Regions from separate parts of the Mus musculus genome. Here region 1 is linked to region 2. The links are chromatin contacts, called in public promoter capture Hi-C maps. All regions are on one chromosome and are shown on one strand. The core of a region is the stretch at or near the end of the contact, and the rest is flanking DNA. Distances in the headings are between cores, read along the strand shown.

Region 1 (4,258 bases), core at 1,085-3,584, 340 kb before region 2:
GAGGCTCATCAGGACTTCCCTTTATGCTCACAGAGTCTCCTGGGTAGGTGCCTGGACAGACGGACAGATGGACAGATGGATGGATGGACAGTTGGACAGAGAAGGGGTGAAGAGAGGACAGTGGAAAGCAAGAGAAGTAGGGGTGACAGGCAGGGAGGGAGTTGTAGAGCCACCTACAGGAGGACAGCTGGAGTGGCCTTTGCCACCAGAAGGGCTGACGTTGTGAGAGACTTTGGCTTAGACGGGTCAGCTGAGCGGACAGTAAGATGGGACATGCAGAGAAGAGGGGTGGGGAACATCTCTGTGACAGGCTCAGCCTCCCTGGGACTTTCTGTGAGGTCACCTGGGTAGAGTGGAAAAGCACAGAAGAGCAACAAGAGTCAATTCTCCCGATGCCCTGCCGGGCATCTTCCACAGTGGAGTCAGCTGCTAGTGACAGGATCCCTCGGTCTGGGGAGACGGTCCCTTACACCAGGGCCACGCCCACTCGGCTGCCAGGGCCACGCCCACTCGGCTGCTACTCTGCTACTCTCCCCACAGAAAGCCCCTCCCTGGGAACACTGGGAACCGGGGGTGTGTGTGTGTCGAAAACCAGACAGATGGCCTTTCTGCCCATGTTCGTTCCTCTCTCAAGCTCCCCTTGCTGCACATTCCAGTTAGCACTAGGAGCAGGCAGTTAGAGAGGAGGCCTGCCATGGTCCTGGAAACTCAGGATATTTGGGGAATGCTCCCAGAGTCTCAGGTACCTAGAGCCGGCCGTGGGCTTTTCACCTGGGTGGGTGAACTCCTTCCTTGCAGGAAAGAATGTAGCAGAGAGGCAGCCAGAGCCTGCTCCTTCCGGGTGCACACCTTAACAAGGCTCTCTGCTTCTCCTACTCTCTGGACAGTAAGGTTCCCTCAAAGAACAGATGAGGGGGCCAGCCAAGAGCCGCGGAAATGGCTCAGGTCTGTGGGTGAACATCCTGGGACTCGACTCAGGAAGTGGGTTCAGGGCTGTAAGGCGAGCAAACTCACACCTAAGTAGAAAGTGACTATTTTGGCATCTGTGTTACCTAGGCAAGGGTATCTGGAGGTACAGAGCTGACAGCATGGTGCACATACATACATATAGGCAAAACACCCATACACATAAAAGAAAAATTAATCTTTTTATTTTTAAAAATATTTATTGTATGTATGTGAGTACACTGTCACTGTCTTCAGACACACTAGAAGATGGCATCAGATCCCATTACAGATGGTTGTGAGTCACCATGTAGTTGCTGGGAATTGAACTCAGGACCTCAGTGCTTATAACCACTGGGCCATCTCTCCAGCGCCCCCCTTTTTATTTTATTTTATTTTGCTTTTGAGAAAGGGTCTCACTAAATAATCCTGGCTGGCATGGAACTTGCTTTGTAGAGCAGGCTGGACTCACACTTAGAGATCTGCTAGCCTCTGCCCATTGAGCGCTGGGATTAAGGTGTGCGGCTCAGCCTCACACCCTCTATTGGCTGGGTTCTCTAGAGGAAAGGAACCAGAACAACAAGTGCACAGTACAGAGGAGGGCATAGAACGGCTCACCAACAGTGGCCGTCTGTACTTGCTGATTGCTTGGTACTTAATGCTGCCAGTGAAGGGCTGGAGGATTCCTGGAGAGTCACAGCCCAGGTCTCAAAAGTGACCTCCAACCCAGCCTGAGAGCTTCAGAGTGAGACGCTGTGTCAAAGTAAAAGCAAAAACAAGGGATTGTTTAAAACAAAACCAACCAAACAACAATATATGTGAAGAACAGTCTGAGCAAATTAAAATAGGGATGGCGGCACTTGGGTAGTAAGAAACACGGCTTTGTATGCAGTCAGACCAGCACAACAGTGAATCTTTTTTTCCATCAAACTTCATAATAAGCCCGTCTCTGAAAAGGGTGATGCTGGGGCTGAAGAAATGGCTCAGCCATTAAGAACCAGGGGACCAGCGGGTTAGTTCCCAGAACCCATGTCAGGTGGCTTACAATTGCCTAGCAGCTCCCAGAGATCCGACCCCCTCTTCTGGCCTCCACGGGCAACGGCACATATATACACACAGAGAGACACACAAAATAAAAATAAAGTTTTACAAAGAAAATATAGAAGAGACGCTAGTTCTCACAGTGACGTTCGCCTATGTCCAGCCCTCGGGAGGCTAAGGAGGAGGCGGGGGTGGAATGGTGAGTCTGAGCTAAGCTAGATTACCTAGCTGGACGTTAGGAATGCAAACTTTTAGATGACGACAGTGGTGACGCTCTTCTAAAGGAAAAGCTAGACGGAAGAGGCGGAGCCGGAAGAAGAAGTGGGACCCGGAGTCTGCAGCGTCTCTGTTGCCATGGATTCCGAGAGCAAGGAAGAGCAGCAATGCACAGCTTCCTCGGCCGTTATGTCGTCCTTGGAGACCCAGTTTTTGTCTGTCCCACACCAGCTCGAGTCCGCCAGTCTCAGCTGGTCCATCAGGAAGTCCTTGCATTCCTCGACCGTCTTAATGGATGATTGCCATTTCGGCTTCCCTACGCGGTCCCTCCGCGCCGGGTTCCACGCGCTCCCTCCACTCCCGGAGCCGCAGACGCTGCGTCTACGCCCCGCCTCGTTGCGCACGCAGGAAATCTCACATCTGCTTGCCCGAGTCTTCCGAAACTTGTACACCGCCCAGGTGATCGGAGATGACTTGAGCGACAGTTTGATCAAGGCCCGCGGCAGTGAGGATGCGCGCCACGAAGAGTTCCTTGACCAGCTGCAGCAGGTATAGTGGGTGCATCCCGGTTTACGGTCCGGATGCAGCCGCGCCAAAGTGAAGAACCCTATCCAAACTTGATACATACGCATATAAATGACATCTCCAGCGCCTTTCTCTGCGCACAAGCACATTATATGTTGCAAATATAAACGAAACAACTGGTGCAGACAGATCCAATCATGGTTAGGCATTTTTGCCCACATTTCTGGGTCAGCAGCGTGGTTTCCTCTTTTGCACTGGGGTCAAGTGTAATGATCCTGCCTCTTTGTGACCTGCGGTCGAAGACTCCCTTCCCAACTCTCCCCTGTATCTGCCCGTCGGATCTTTCCTTATTCTTTGTCACGCCTTTCTGTCCTTTACTCTCTCTTTAAACGACATAACCTAGCATCATTCATTCCTTTCTAACACATGACTACTGTGTGCCATGCTCAATGCTAGGCAGTGAGGATTCAGTAGCCATGAATACTTCGGGAGTGGGGTACACCTCAGTGTTGAGTGCTTGCCTGGCAAGGGTAACACAAAACCCTCAACCTCCACCAAGGCAAAACAAACAAAACTGTGAAAAAGAAAATATAGGAGTTGGTAAGATGGCTCAGCAGGTAAAAATGCTTGCTGGTAAGCTATGCTTCCCACCCCCACCCCACACACAAAGTGTTAAGCCCTTCTCCTCGGTGGCAGGATATTGGCAGACCCTGTCTTGGGCAGGTAATCATGGCAGAATGAGATCAAGCTCGCAGTAAGCAAATTGTTTCCAGAAAACACCGTTCCACCTTACTCCACCTTTCCTCGGGCTTTCCCCCACCTAATGTTCCCTGAGCCTCAGAGGGAGGAATGCAGGACTCCCACTGATGCCTCAGGACTCAGTGGCACCTTATTTTCAGTCTTTTGATGGTTATGGATCTCAATTGTTGTGAAACGGGGCTTCTCTACCCACAGAAATTGTTGAAAGCACCAGGCTCTCTTGCTCAGAGCGCCACACAGCCTCACTGGCTGTTGGTCTTTCGCAGTTCTGTCTACAGAAACACTGCACGGTCTGATGATTAAGCTCAAAACCCCGTACTGGGGCTTGAACCCTGCCTCCGTTACATGGCATTTGTATGACTTGGGGGATCAAGGGACTTACTTCAGTGAAGAGCCATTAACTGATGGCTTTGGGTGGGGTCCCGACTCTCACACCCAAGTATTAGGATCAGGGCGTCCTGGAAAGTCCAAGGTACAGCCCGCTGGACTTACTCACAGTACTTGATGTTCAAGGCTTGTCCCAGTTCTGCTTTCTCAGAGGAGGTTTTCTGTCTACAAGAAGACTCGGCCACCACCTCCTTTCTTCCACTGTATACCCATTCATCTACTTTAAAGAATGGCTAGGGCTGAAGAGGTGGCTCTTTGGGTCAAGGCATTGCTGCTGAGCCCAATGACCAGAGTTTTATCTACCCTGGACCCACAGGACAGGAGAGAATGGACTTCTGTGAGTTGTCCTCTGACATGCATAAGCTCGCCATAGCATGCATGCCCC
Region 2 (4,713 bases), core at 1,414-3,913:
GTGGGTGCTGGGAATTGAACTTGGGTCCTCTGGAAGAGTAGCAAGTGTCCTTAACCACTGAGCCATCTCTCTAGAGCCCTGGCTGACCTGGAAACTCACTTTGTTGACCAGGCTAGCCTCGAACTCAGAAAACCGCCTGCCTCTGCCTCCCGAGTGCAGGGATTAAAGGTGTGCGCCACCATGCCCAGTGCACAGGGTGTACCCCATCGTGACAGGGAAGGAGCTCGAAGCAGCTGGCCACGTCGCTTCCACTGTCAGGAAACGGACCAATGCCTGCTGCCGTCCGGCTCCTGTTTAAAAAAATAATTTACTTTTTAAGATCTATCTTTCTTCTTGTTTTTTTTTTGTTTGTTTTTTGAGGCAAGGTTTCTCTTAGTAGCCCTAGATGTCCTGGAACTAGGCTGAGCAGGATTCTTGTGAGTGGATCGGAAACACCCTGGGATTCAGTTTTGTTTCACAGATGACCTCGGCAGCGCATGGCTAAGTGTGGGCTCAAAAAAACCACTTCTCACTTAAACAAATTAGTCACAGGTCCTGAGAGACCTTGCAGCAAGCAGCAGGCTGCTTTGCCAAGCTGTCTTCTGTACCAGGTGAGAGAAACCAGGATTATGTTATTCTTTTGAGGACCTGTGCTTTCGTTATTTCTCCGGCACCTCAGCATCAAGCACCTGCTAGAAAGCTCTTAAGTGGCTCTGGATAACAGTCCAGTTGCGCAAACATCAGCCCTTTTTGTAGACCAGGCTGGCCTTGAACTCAGAGATCCATTTGCTTCTGTCACCCAAGTGTTGGGGCTAAAGAAGTGGGCAACCACACCAGCAAATATAAGTCCATGCAGGTGTTAGGGCCCATGAATTGCCGAAGAATGATATCCTAGACTCACAGTATGCCAAAGCAAAGAACATTTATTGAACAAATTCCTTCATGCAGGGGCCCAATTCCATTGAGATGGAAGGACCCCGACTGAATTCAAAGATGCAGTTTTAAAGCCAAAAAGAGGAACATTAGGGAAGGTTGGGTGATCTATATCACGATTGGTGGGTTCTATCTCTGGGGGTCTGGGTGATGCCATGATTAGTTAGGGTCTCCATTCAAGCAAACTTCATGCCAAGGAGGGGGCAGCTCTTGATCTCCTAGCTGTAAGTTTGCCTAACGATTCTTTTGCAAGCTAGGGAGGGGTCCCTTTTATGTAAGCCTGGTTGTCCCAGTAACTGACTTGCCCAGTCTGGGAAGTAGAAACTCAGGGCTAGTCTCCTGAACTGCTGGTTTGCAGCCTGTCATGGAGTCAGCCTGGCTCAGGCCAATGCTCTTTTTATGGGAAGCTGGAGACTGCTGCCAGGTGAAGACCCATTGATCTGAGTGGGAGTCTATTAAACACGAATATTCTTCTTTTTACAAAAAATAATTTACGGTCTTCAGAGTGAGTTCCTGGACAGCCAGGGCTACACAGAGAAACCCTGTCTTAAAAAAAAAAACAAAAATAATAACAATTTACTTAATTTTATTTTATGTGCATTGGTGTGAGGGTGTCAGTCATGAGCTACCATGTGGGTGCTGGGAATTGAACCCAGACCCTTTAGAAGAGCTGACAGTGTTCTTAATCACTTAGCCATTTCTCTGGACCTTATGTTCTCCCTTTGTCAGTGGGCATTTGCCCATCAATTTTGTCTAAGACCAATTTGAGAGGTCCCATAAAGTGGCTAACATTTACAGTGTTACTTGACGGCATGCATCCCGTGTATACCACCTTAGTCCTGAGATGAATCCCTATCGTCTAAGATGATGATTTTAACTTCTTTTTTGAGACAGGGTCTTGCGATGTAGCTGAGACTCATTTGGAACTCACTATGTAGTCTAAGCTGATCTGGAGCTCAGAAATTCCTTCCTTGTCTTTGCTAGCGCTGGGGTTACAGATCGGCTCCACCAAGCCCAATTACAGTTTATTACATCGACTTATTTATGTCTGGCTGTACATACCTGTGCATGTAGGATGGCAAGCCCATGCCTGTGACGGTGAGAGGACAGCTTTCAGGAGTCAGTCCTCTTCTACCAAGTAGGTTCCAGGGACTGAATTCAAGTGTCAGTTTTGGTGGCAAGCACCCTTACTGATGAACCATCTTGCTTGTCTAGGCACAAATTAAAAGAGATAACATGGACTGACACACTGGACTAGTTTGGTAAGGATTTAACTTCTGAGCTCTGGCCCATCCAGAGTCTCTGGCTACCATTGAGTACTGTTTTCCCAGGAAACTCGATAGGTGGTACAAACACTCTGATGTGTATTTTGACTTTGAAGCAAGTGCCCCAAACAGTCCAATGGGGTACAGGTTTTGGAATCACATCGAGTTGGATCCCAGGTTAGGAGATCTTTGATGGATCATGAACAAGCATTTACTCACTATTAAATGGGACTAAAGACAATTTCTTCAGAGGACAGTACACACACACCATTAAATTGACAAGCTAGGACACTTAACCCATCCATTAACTGGCCAGGACCAGGGATGGAGGTAGGCGTGCCTCCCCTGCTGGACTCTAGGGGACGCGCGAGACCCTCAGCAGCGAAGGCCTCTGGGAGGCGGTTCGGGATGGCGCATGCGCGCCTGGTTCCGGAGCCGGCGATTGGACCATTCCGGCCTCGGAGCCCCCGCGTGCGCATGCGTGGCAGAGACAAAGTGCTGGCGCCCGCGAGTCATGGCTGCAAAGAGCTTCGCTTCCCGTCTCAGGGACTCGCGGCGATTTCTGAATGGCTTCTTGGCCGGGGCTGTAGTGGGCGCCGCGGGAGCGGGGCTGACGGCGCTGCAGTTTTTCCGGCGTCCGGACGCGGAATCCGCGAAGCTGGCGAGGCAGCCACACGGTGAGTCTGCAAGCCTAAGCCGGCTCGGTTCCCCACTGCTCCCCCAAATTCTTCACCTGGCTGCGGGCTCACACGTCACCACCCCTCCATCCTTAGCTCCACCCCGAGCTGAGACTCTGTTTGTTCTCCACCTTAGGTGCAGCACAGTGCCTGGTACAGAATTGGCCTTCAGTAAGTGTCTTAGTTTCTTTTCCTGTTGCTGTGACAACGTATACCTGACAGAAGCAACTTAAGGGAAGGGTCTGTTTTAGCTCCCCGTTCGAGGTGCACCCCATCGTGGCGGGGAAGGAGCTCGAAGCAGCTGGCCACGTCAGGAAACGGACGAATGCGTGCTGCCTTTTGGCTCCCTTTTCTCCCAGTTTATACAATGTGGCCACGTCCCTCCACTGTCAGGAAACGGACGAACGTGCTGCCTTTTGGCTCCCTTTTCTCCCAGTTTATACAGTGCGAATCCCAGTCAGGGAATGGCCCAGCCCATAATTAATCTGGGGATCCCCATATCATTTAATACAGCCAAGATTCCCCCTCTCCCCATAGGAATACCCGGAGGCCTGCTTCTCAGGTGTTTCTAGATTCTGTCAAATTGACAACATCACAACAAGAATGTTTGAAGGCGTTTCCGTAAAGAATATCTGCTACCCAGTCTTCCTAGTATGTACATCCTTAAATTTACGGGGCATCTTATCTTTAGACAGAGAAGTGAGCACAGACCCATCTCATTCCAGGACGTGCTGAACCACCCGCTTCTTTTGACACTTGCCATTGTGCCAGAGGACTGCTCTGGGGAGGCATGGGGAGGAGTCACTTGGAAGCAGCTCCGGGTTGAGTCCTCTAGGAGGAAGTGTCAGTTTCTTAGCCCCACTGCAGTGAAGGCTGCAGTCTGTCTTTCCTTGAACTGAAACACTGGGGAAGTATCAGTGAGGGACAGTGTGGGTGGGCTTGTTTGCTCTGTTTTTGCTTTGAGCCAGTACTCACTGTGACCCAGCCAGGCATGAGACATGGAGAAACAGGTGTGTGCACCCACTCTTGGAGTTAAGGTCTTTTAAAAAACGAAATGGATACTTAACCTGGCAGCTGATATATCATGTTGATGAAAAACTAAAATGATGGCCATTTTTGTCTCTATTAGTCGCAAGACGTTCCCATTCACTTTTATACTTGTAGCACTATGGTTTTCCTTTGAATTCTCCCCCCACCCCCCATACACACAGTTTGTGGTACAGACAGATTTAGAAAACTAATGTGGAAAACTAGTGAGATTGGATTCTTATTTCTTTTTGGTCCCAGGAGTGAAGCCAGGGCCCGTACCCTAGTCCATGCACAGCTCTGTCATTGAGCTGTGCTCTGCCTCGAGCCAGGTTTTATTTAATTATGTAATAGCACATGCCTGTTGATTCCACGTGTGGTCGGCAGGAGCAGGAAGAACAAAAGTTTAAGGCTTGCCTAGGCCACGGAGTGACTTCAAAGTTAGTTATGAGTAACCTTACGTTTGTTCCCTAGCCCCCAAACCAAACGCGTACCCCCATAGCTGAAGCTCATTGTGAATACCCGACCGAGGACAGGCAAAGGAGGATTTTGCTAAACTCTTTTCTTTGACTTAATAAATTATGGCAAAGATGAGGCCTATTTGATTAGACTCCCTCCTCCTCCCAAGGACTCGGAGTCAGACTCCTAGGAGAGACTTTTGAGCCAGTTGTTTTTAGACATCACCGTTGTCTTTAGAATCCTTTGTTCTTAATAAGAATAATTACTTTTTTTCTGTTCATAACCCCCTCTTTTTTCTTTCTTTCTTTCTTAGAATCTGCAGAAGAAGCTGTCTTGGAACAGTTTGGGTTTCCTTTAGCTGGAACAGAGACGAG

What was found. Capture Hi-C pulls out chosen DNA fragments and counts their contacts.
Region 1: a contact with region 2 is called in a promoter capture Hi-C map of adipose tissue. The contact joins the promoter of Dlec1 here to the promoter of Exog in region 2. A contact is called at or near these places in 13 of 39 promoter capture datasets (the 3T3-L1 cell line, 3T3-L1-derived adipocytes, the C10 cell line and 6 more), 2 of 15 datasets of contacts at CTCF or cohesin (embryonic stem cells and pro-B cells), 45 of 484 Hi-C or Micro-C datasets (the AML12 cell line, B cells, the Ba/F3 cell line and 30 more), 5 of 115 datasets of contacts at active chromatin or transcription factors (astrocytes, embryonic stem cells, microglia and 1 more) and 3 of 9 other capture datasets (adipose tissue, embryonic stem cells and macrophages).

Annotation. Positions count from the first base shown.
Region 1 is chr9:119,100,175-119,104,432 of GRCm38.p6, forward strand. It overlaps Dlec1 (deleted in lung and esophageal cancer 1), which reads left to right and starts at 2,335. Exons shown (of 37, transcript NM_177117.5): 1 at 2,335-2,751. The coding sequence starts at 2,341.
Region 2 is chr9:119,442,297-119,447,009 of GRCm38.p6, forward strand. It overlaps Exog (endo/exonuclease (5'-3'), endonuclease G-like), which reads left to right and starts at 2,664. Exons shown (of 6, transcript NM_172456.4): 1 at 2,664-2,854; 2 at 4,653-4,713. The coding sequence starts at 2,692.